Linked DNA regions of Zea mays: region 1 is linked to region 2. A link is a contact called in public Hi-C data. All regions are on one chromosome and are shown on one strand. Each heading gives the region's core, a stretch centred on a gene start, on an enhancer-like site or on the middle of the called end of the contact. The rest is flanking DNA. Distances are from core to core; before and after follow the strand shown.

Evidence for each region. Hi-C and Micro-C count contacts between places; a contact is called where the count stands out from the background.
Region 1: a Hi-C map of ear shows a contact between it and region 2, with 2.0 times the contacts expected there. The contact joins the promoter of LOC100193109 here to the promoter of LOC100382470 in region 2. A contact is called at or near these places in 2 of 25 Hi-C or Micro-C datasets (ear and leaf).

The regions. Positions count from the first base shown.
Region 1 is chr8:97,794,285-97,798,662 of Zm-B73-REFERENCE-NAM-5.0, reverse strand. LOC100193109 reads left to right here and starts at 1,955. Exons shown (of 7, transcript NM_001138271.2): 1 at 1,955-2,538; 2 at 2,640-2,756; 3 at 2,934-3,088; 4 at 3,648-3,722; 5 at 3,792-4,082; 6 at 4,192-4,378. The coding sequence starts at 2,271.
Region 2 is chr8:97,510,066-97,514,120 of Zm-B73-REFERENCE-NAM-5.0, reverse strand. It overlaps LOC100382470, which reads left to right and starts at 1,298. Exons shown (of 4, transcript NM_001175210.1): 1 at 1,298-2,399; 2 at 3,253-3,623. The coding sequence starts at 1,752.

The sequences.
Region 1 (4,378 bases), core at 706-3,205, 280 kb before region 2:
GCTGTAGTAGCCGTTACTCCGCTGGCACACCAGACAGTCTGGTGCTACACCGGACAGTCCGGTGAATTATAGTGGAGCGGCTTCCAGAATTCCCGAAGGTGAGCAGTTCGGAGTTGAGTTCCCTGGTGCACCGGACACTGTCCGGTGCGCCAGACCAGGGCACACTTCGGTTGTCTTTTGCTCTCTTTATTTGAATCCTTTCTTGGTCTTTTTATTGGCTTATTGTGAACCTTTGGCACCTGTAGAACTTATAGTATAGAGCAAACTAGTTAGTCTAATTATTTGTGTTGGGCAATTCAACCACCAAAATCAATTACGAAAAGGTGTAAGCCTATTTCCCTTTCAGAAACATAGATAAGGAACGCCAAACATCACTATGATATGCAAAATCTGTGTGGCAAACATTATCAATATCGTAAAACAACTCCATATATTGTTGTTGTTGCCCTCGGGCGAGTCGTGACTGCGTCTCTCACGCGGGGTTGGCTTCAGGCGAGTCATGATTGCGTCTCTCACCCGGGATTGACCTCAGGCGAGTCGTGATTGCGTCTCCCGCCTGAGATTTCCCTCGAGCGAGTCATGACTAAGTCTCTCGCTCGAGGGTTGGCCTCGGGCGAGTCGAGACTGCTTTCTCCCATACGGGGTTGGCCTCGGGCGAGTCGTTACCCTCTCCCACCGGGTGAGTCGTGACTCCATCTCCCACCTAGGGTTGGCCTCGGGCGAGTTGTGACTGCGTCTCCCACTCGAGGTTGGCCTCGGGCGAGTCGTGGCTGCATCTCCTGCTCGGGGCATTGCAGAGTTGGTCGGCGGAGTTGGGCACATTTCGAAGCATCGCCCGAGATGTCCTTGGGTGAGTCGAAAATGAGTTGCTTGTCCTGGGTTGGTCTCGGGTGAGTCGTGACTGCGTCTCCCGCCCGAGGTTGGCCTCGGACGAGTCGTGACTGTGTCTCCCGCCCGGGGTTGGCCTCGGTCGAGTCGTGACTGCGTCTCCCGCCCGAGGTGGCCTCGGGTGAGTCGTGATTGCGTCTCCGGCCCGGGGTTGGCCTCGGGTGAGTCGTGACTGCGTTTCCTGGCCAGGGTAGCCTCGGGCGAGGGGTGGCCTTGGGCGAGACGTGACTGCGTCTCCTGCCCAGGGTGGCCTCAGGCGAGTCGTGACTGTGTCTCCCACCTGGGGTTGCCCTCGAGCGAGTCGGAAATGCGCTACTTTTCCGGGGTTGGCCTCAGACGAGTCGTGACCGCGTCTCCCGCCTGAGGTTGGCCTCGAGCGAGTCGTGACTGCATCTCCCGCCCGGAGCTGCCATCAGACAAGTCAGAAATGCATTACTTATCCGGGGTCGATCTCGGGCGGGTCGTGAATGTGACTCCCGATCGAGGTTGCCCTCGGGCGAGTCGTGACTGTATCTCTCGATCGAGGTTGCCCTCGGGCGAGTCGTGACTAGATCTCTCGTCCGAGTTTGACCTCGGCGAGTCGTGACTGGATCTACTGCCTATAGTTAGCCTCGGGGCAGGCGGGGGTGCACGGGTGGGAGTAGAGCTTTGGACGCGGACGCTGACTTTACACTCTTAATAAAGCAGAATAGATACAGTGCTCGAATATAATTGACCGTTTGATCGGCCACGTTCGACGCCATTAAACAAATCCAGGACTGTAAGGAGGGATCGCCAAACGGTCCTTTTTGCCTCCTCGGAATTTCCGTGGCTTGCAGACACAGCAACCCGGCCTCCCTCCATCCCTCCACATGGCTGCCTGCAAAGACAGCGTGCAACGGCAAGACGATCCATACGTAGATACCACGCCGCCCTGGACGACGGTCCCGGCGTAGCTGCCATGCCACGCCGACCGACCAAACCCTGCAGCCTCTAACCGTCAGCGTCAGCCCGCACACCCCTGCGGTCCTGTGATGTCCCCTCTACCAAAAGAAGCCCACCAAGACAACTCAAAACCCAACGGTCACTCCTCCCTCCCTCGCCCGCCTGCCTTTCGCTTCTTTTTAAGCCTTTATTTACTACCACTACTATACTCCTCTCTCTTTCTCACTCGTCACAAGCTCTCTTTCATCGCATCCACACCATTCCACTTCCACCCCACGAGGATCCAGCCTGCCTGTCCCTCTCGCCGCACGCCACGACCGTAGTCGCTCGCCGGCGTGTCTAGCCTAGCCGGGGCCTGGGCCTCCGCGCTCGTGCTCCCGGGAAACAACGACCGACGCGTCCTCATAGTCATAGAGGCAGCTAAGGCAGCCACGCATTCGTCGCTCGCTCGACCGGCGATGGCGAGAGGTGACACGGCGAGCGAGGCGCTGACGGCGGACTCAGCCGACGAGGAGGGGCGCCGCGGGAGCAGCTCCAGCGCCAGCTCCGACGCCGCCTCCAGCTTCTCCTGCACGTACTCCCCGGCCCCGCCCGACGAGTGGCACAAGGTGGCCATCATCAAGACCTGCGTGTCTGTGTCGGCCGACGCCGCGGGCGGCGGCGGCGGCAAGGACCAGAAGCCGCGCGGCGTCGTCGCCGCGGCCGACAGGCACGGAGGAGCATCAGGTACGTACACCAGCGCGAATAATCCTCCTATCGGTTTGGTCTCGGCCGGACGTGCAGTCTCTCACACCGTCGTCGTGCGTGCCCGCGCGTGAAATCGCCAGAGATGGAGATGATGAAGGAGCGGTTCTCCAAGCTGCTGCTCGGCGAGGACATGTCCGGGAGCGGCAAGGGCGTCTGCACCGCGCTCGCCATCTCCAACGCCGTCACCAACCTCTGCGGTACGTACGTTACGTGCGCGCGCGTGACCAAAAACCACCTGCTGCTGGTTGGCTTTTCGCTCGCGTAGCCATTGTTGTTGCACTGCTTTCTTTCTTGGACGGCAACTGCATGCGCGCGATGGGGTTTTTGACCGTCGTGCGCGCCGGCCGGCCGGCCGTACGTGTCTGTGTCTGCAGCGACGGTGTTCGGCCAGCTCTGGAGGCTGGAGCCGCTGCCGCCGGAGAAGAAGGCCATGTGGCGGCGCGAGTTGGACTGCCTGCTCTGCGTCAGCGACCACATCGTGGAGCTGGTGCCCACGTGGCAGACATTCCCGGATGGTACAAGGCTTGAGGTAAGCTACGGTAACAACTATGGTTATATTATATGGTCGCTTCCAAATTAAGATAGCCGTAAATCATTTCTAACTTTAACCATATAAAAAAAAAAGAAAAATTTTGAATCTCATGAGCAATATGCATGTGAAGTTTCTCATGAGCAATTGCAGCGTCCGAGGTCCTAGAGCCATGCCCATGTGTGATTAATCCACGGTGCTGGATCGCCGAGGAGCCATTAAAATATGTACTTAGCGTTTTGATGCCCTTATCTAGTGTGTATATTAAAAAGGGACAGTTAAGCCAGCGTGTGATGTCTGAGATCCAAAGAAAGTAAAGAGCACATTAATGTGATGTGATGTCCGTTTTGGTCGGTCCCTTCCCTTGTGCATGTTTGATGTTTCATCAAACCTGCCAATTCAAATACCGTGTCCATTCCAGGATGTGTATCTGCTAAATAGTGTTCAGGATGATGATGCTAATCATGTTTATGGTAACAGCGCAATGCTGTCACGTTGATGCCTGCCAGCAGCGTAGACTGATTAAATACCTTTTGTCGGCTGTCATTTTTTTTTTCAGATCATGACAAGCAGGCCGCGGTCTGATCTGTACATCAACCTGCCGGCGCTTCGGAAGCTAGACAACATGCTCCTCGTGAGTTCAACAAGCATCCTTCTGATCAAACATTTTCCAACTGACTGACAAGCCAGCCACTGCTCCCAGGAAATCCTGGAAGGTTTCAGGGACGTCGAGTTCTGGTACGTGGACCAGGGCATCTGTGCGCCGGACTGCGACAGCTCCGCGTCCTACCGGAGAACGTTCCACCGCCGCGACGACAAGTGGTGGCTGCCGGTGCCGCACGTGCCCCACGGCGGTCTCCGCGAGGCCACGCGGAGGCAGCTGGAGCACCGTCGCGACTGCGCCAGCCAGATCCTCAAGGCCGCCATGGCCATCAACAGCAACGCACTGGCCGAGATGGCCGTGCCGGTCTCCTACCTCGACTCGCTGCCAAAGGTTCATCAGAGTCTGTCGACCGGTTGTCGAACACCTGTGCCGCGCGTGCCGGTGCCGGTGAGAATTAATACCTTGAAGCTGACGACGTTTGGACGTGTGTGTGTGGCAGAACGGGCGCGCGGCGCTGGGCGACGTCATCTACCGGTACATCACCTCGGACCAGTTCTCCCAGGACTACCTCCTCGACTGCCTCGACCTGTCGTCGGAATACCAGGCGCTGGAGATCGCCAACCGCGTCGAGGCCTCCATCTACGTGTGGCGCCGGAAGGGGGGCGGCGGCGCCAGATCGTCCTGGG
Region 2 (4,055 bases), core at 49-2,548:
ACTACATAAGATATAAGTGATAGTGTAGGGATGTAACTATGTAAGGGTGTATCCTCTAATCCTCTTAAACCATGTAATGACCACTAGGAATACTTCATTTCGCAGTCTCAGCATGTCGGTGGTACTCTAGGGTGACTTGGTGATGAATTGTAGGTGGTATCATTCTGGTTAGATAATAGCCTAATATCAACCTAGACAGAGGCCACCGTCGATGATGGTAATGTTGTGGCTATAGGTGTACATTCTCTATAGAGTTGATCGATCTATAAGCATAGGTCTGACCAAGGTTAATGAAGATTCCTATATGTTTCTCACTTGAGCATGACTAGAGAGTTTTGTGTTCTTTTTCTCTTCCTCGTGTTTGGATAAGGATCAAACCTGAGAGTATTGAGATAAGGATGAGAGGGAGTTGTCTTTGTTGACTAGAGAGTGTAGTGATGAGATGTGAGAGTGTGGTGTGTTTAGATATGAGATGATATGGATAGGTGGATGGATGTGATGATACTATGTGGATATTTACAAATAGACCATGAGACATGCATAGTAAGCCTACCGTCACATGATTTGTGTGGAGCGTGAGGAAGAAAGAAGATGAGAGGCACTAAAAAGTTAAGGTTTAGACTCTCTCCAACAAAAATATGTACAACATCTTGTACCCTATATTTAGTGGAGATTTCCTTTTTTATCACTACATCAGCGTTCTCTAATTGATACTCTAAATATAGATGATTTTCATCTGTTCTCTCTATATAGAGATTCTATATCCTTTCTTCTATCTATTTTAATACTTTAAACAACATATTTATCAAAACTAAATTATGTACAAAATATTTGTGAGTATAACAAATATATATGTATAAAAATTTAAAATAACATATGTCTCTAATATAGTTATTTTTTATATAGAGAGGATGGGATATAAAGAATGCTGCTGAAGATGAAGATAAAAGAGAAATAAATTTTTAGGACTTATTCGGTTGGGGTAGATTGAGGGTGATTAATAGAAAGAGGTTTAATCCCCTTAATTTTTTCTAATCCTTACACAACCGAACATAGGGATATAAATGATGAATACAGAGACGGCTTTGGAGGAGTGAAGGCCTTGCCAAATGCCAAGCCAATAACTATCATCAGGCCATACCTGGCACTGTAGGGCCTGAGGCTGGGCTGTGTGCTTGGGATATACAGTACCTGACCCTGGCCAGGGTCTCCACCGCACGCCCCCGTCCTACCTCGCGCCCTCTCCTCGCACCACAATCACACGAGCAGACAGTCACCAACTCCTTTCTGTCTTTCGCTTTCACTGCTCACCATTTCGCGTCCTTGCCTCGCCATCTCGCCGTCGCGGGCGCCTGTTTTTCGCCTCCCTCCCCCCATCTGCCAGACTGCCACGCACCTTTGCACAAAGAAAGGCGCCCCGAGGTACAGTACAGGTAGAGGTAGAGCCGACAGCCGAGCGAGCCCGGGAGCCGAACACCTCCACCAGCAGCAAAAGCACCACCACCACCAGAACCGAGCGCACAAAAGCGCGCGGCCGGGACGCGGGAGAAAGCAACGGGCAGCCTGTACTGCCGGCTGCTGCAGCTACCCTTTCAGTCCCAATTCCAGCCCCCGGCCAGGCGCTCGCAAAGTGCGGGAGCCGCCCTCTTCGCTCGTGGGCTCTCTCTCTCTCTCTCCGCGTTCTCGCTCCAGGTCGTGTACGATCCGCCAGTACGTACGGGCCCCGGCGGCGCTCGTGCGCGGGCGACAACATGTCCTCGGCGGCGGGCGGTGGATACGGGGCCGGCGGCGCGGAGCATCAGCACCTGTTGCTGGGGCAGGCCGCGGGCGCGGGGCAGCTCTACCACGTGCCGCAGCACAGCCGCCGCGAGAAGCTGCGGTTCCCGCCCGACGACGCGGCCGACTCGCCCCCGCCCACTGCCTGGCCGGCGCCCCCACCCTTCTACTCCTACGCTTCCTCGTCGACATCGTCCTACTACTCGCCGCATAGCCCCACGCTGGCGCACGCGCAGCTAGTAGCACACGCGCTACCTGCGGGCGCCGGGGTCCAGATCCCGAGCCAGAACTTCGCGCTCTCGCTCTCTTCGGCGCCCTCGAACCCTCCGCCCGCGCCGCGGAGGCAGCTCGCCGCGGGGGTAGCCACGGGGCCGTACGGCCCGTTCACGGGCTACGCGGCCGTCCTCGGGCGGTCCAGGTTCCTGGGCCCCGCGCAGAAGCTGCTCGAAGAGATCTGTAACGTCGGCGGACGGCCCCCGCACCTGGACCCTCTCTCCGACGAGGGTATGTTCGGCATGGAGCATGGCATGGGCGGCGTTGACCGCGCTACCGCTGAGGCGGTCGCTGTCTCCGGCGCCGAGCAGCAGTGGAGGAAGACCAGGCTCATCTCCCTCATGGAGGACGTGAGCTTCTTGATCCTTCATTGAAAAATACGTCTTTTCTCTGCTTTTGTTTCTTGTCGCAATTATTTCTTCTTCGCCGAGAAGAATCTAACGAATACCTCATGGTCACGTCATGGAGCCTACATCCTGTTCGAATCTTTATCTGCTGTTCTGGCACAGCTTATTTCTTGTGCTTGTGATTTGATGAGAGTAGATATGGATTGCAAATCGAGCTCTTTCGGATATGTTTCTTTGGTTATTTATATGCATCAAATCATTGTTTTGCACTGTTGGTGTTGAGAGGTTTGCATACCTTTTCATTTTTTACCTTGCGACAACTAGAAAAACTTCTTCATGAACAGAATTGTCCAGCAGTTCAAAATATGGATGTTGGAATATCAAAATATATCAGGTCTCTCTAGTTTTATCCCGTAGAAATTTTCAAAGTTGCTACTCGATAAGATTCCTGGAGTTTTTGTCTTCTTTCTGAAGGATGCCATATGCATCAGTGAAAACCTGCAGAAAGATTCTGCTTATCTGGTCGCCACTCTTTTGTTAAAATAATTCTATTGTTCATGGTTGTAATTTTTGCCAGGCAGAGTAGAATAGTGACTCGGTTATCGAATATCGTTCATTTTTTGAACTAAACGGTGACAAATAAAAAAGAAAGGAGGGACTACGTGCTAGCATCCTGACTCCTTAAACATACATGAATTGGTGCAGTCTCGTCTCTCGGCAGGAAAATAAAATCTGGCTATGTCCTATGCTGAACTTACTGAGTTTATTGGCTCCACTAAGTAGTTATAGCTATTAGTTAAGTACTGAATTTTGGGTGTGTTCTACCTTTAAACTCAGAAGTGTATGAATCTTGCAGGTTTGCAGGCGATACAAACAATACTACCAGCAGCTGCAATCTGTGATCTCCTCGTTTGAGACGGTTTCGGGGCTGAGCAACGCCGTCCCCTTTGCTTCCATGGCTCTTCGGACAATGTCTAAGCATTTCAAGTTCCTGAAGGGGATGATAATGAGCCAATTACGGAACACAAGCAAGGTCGCTGCCAGTGATGGTATTGGCAAGGATGATATGGCGAACTTTGCGCTTATGGGTGGTGGAGCAGACCACCTGAGGGGAAACAGCGTGAACACGTTCAGCCAGGCTCACAACATTTGGAGGCCTCAAAGAGGGCTTCCTGAGCGTGCAGTGTCTGTTCTTCGCTCATGGCTGTTCGAGCACTTCCTACATCCGTAAGTATATGAATGTCATATCTTCTTATCTTGTTGTCTTTAAAGTTTTTTTTAACAAATGGTGTTTTAATTAAAAAAATAGAAGTTTCATGCACAAAAAAAAGCAGGCACACCATGTATGTGCAGATGTGCCCACGAAATAGGACACGCTAACCCACCCACGCACACGGCAAAGCTCAAAACTACCATGAGTCATCGTTGCCGAGCGTCTCAAAACTACCATGAGTCATCGTTGCCGAGCGTAGTTACAGAGAAGCCACCATCTACGACTTCCTATGGTAGAGACTAGATGACCGACGCTACGAAGCTAGGCAGACGCGCTAGAAACATGAGGCCGCTATAAAAACTTGACCACCCTTGCTCGTTGTATTAAGAACTTCTCACATAGGTCAAGAAAACTCCTCAACCTTTATCCCACACATACATAGGCTC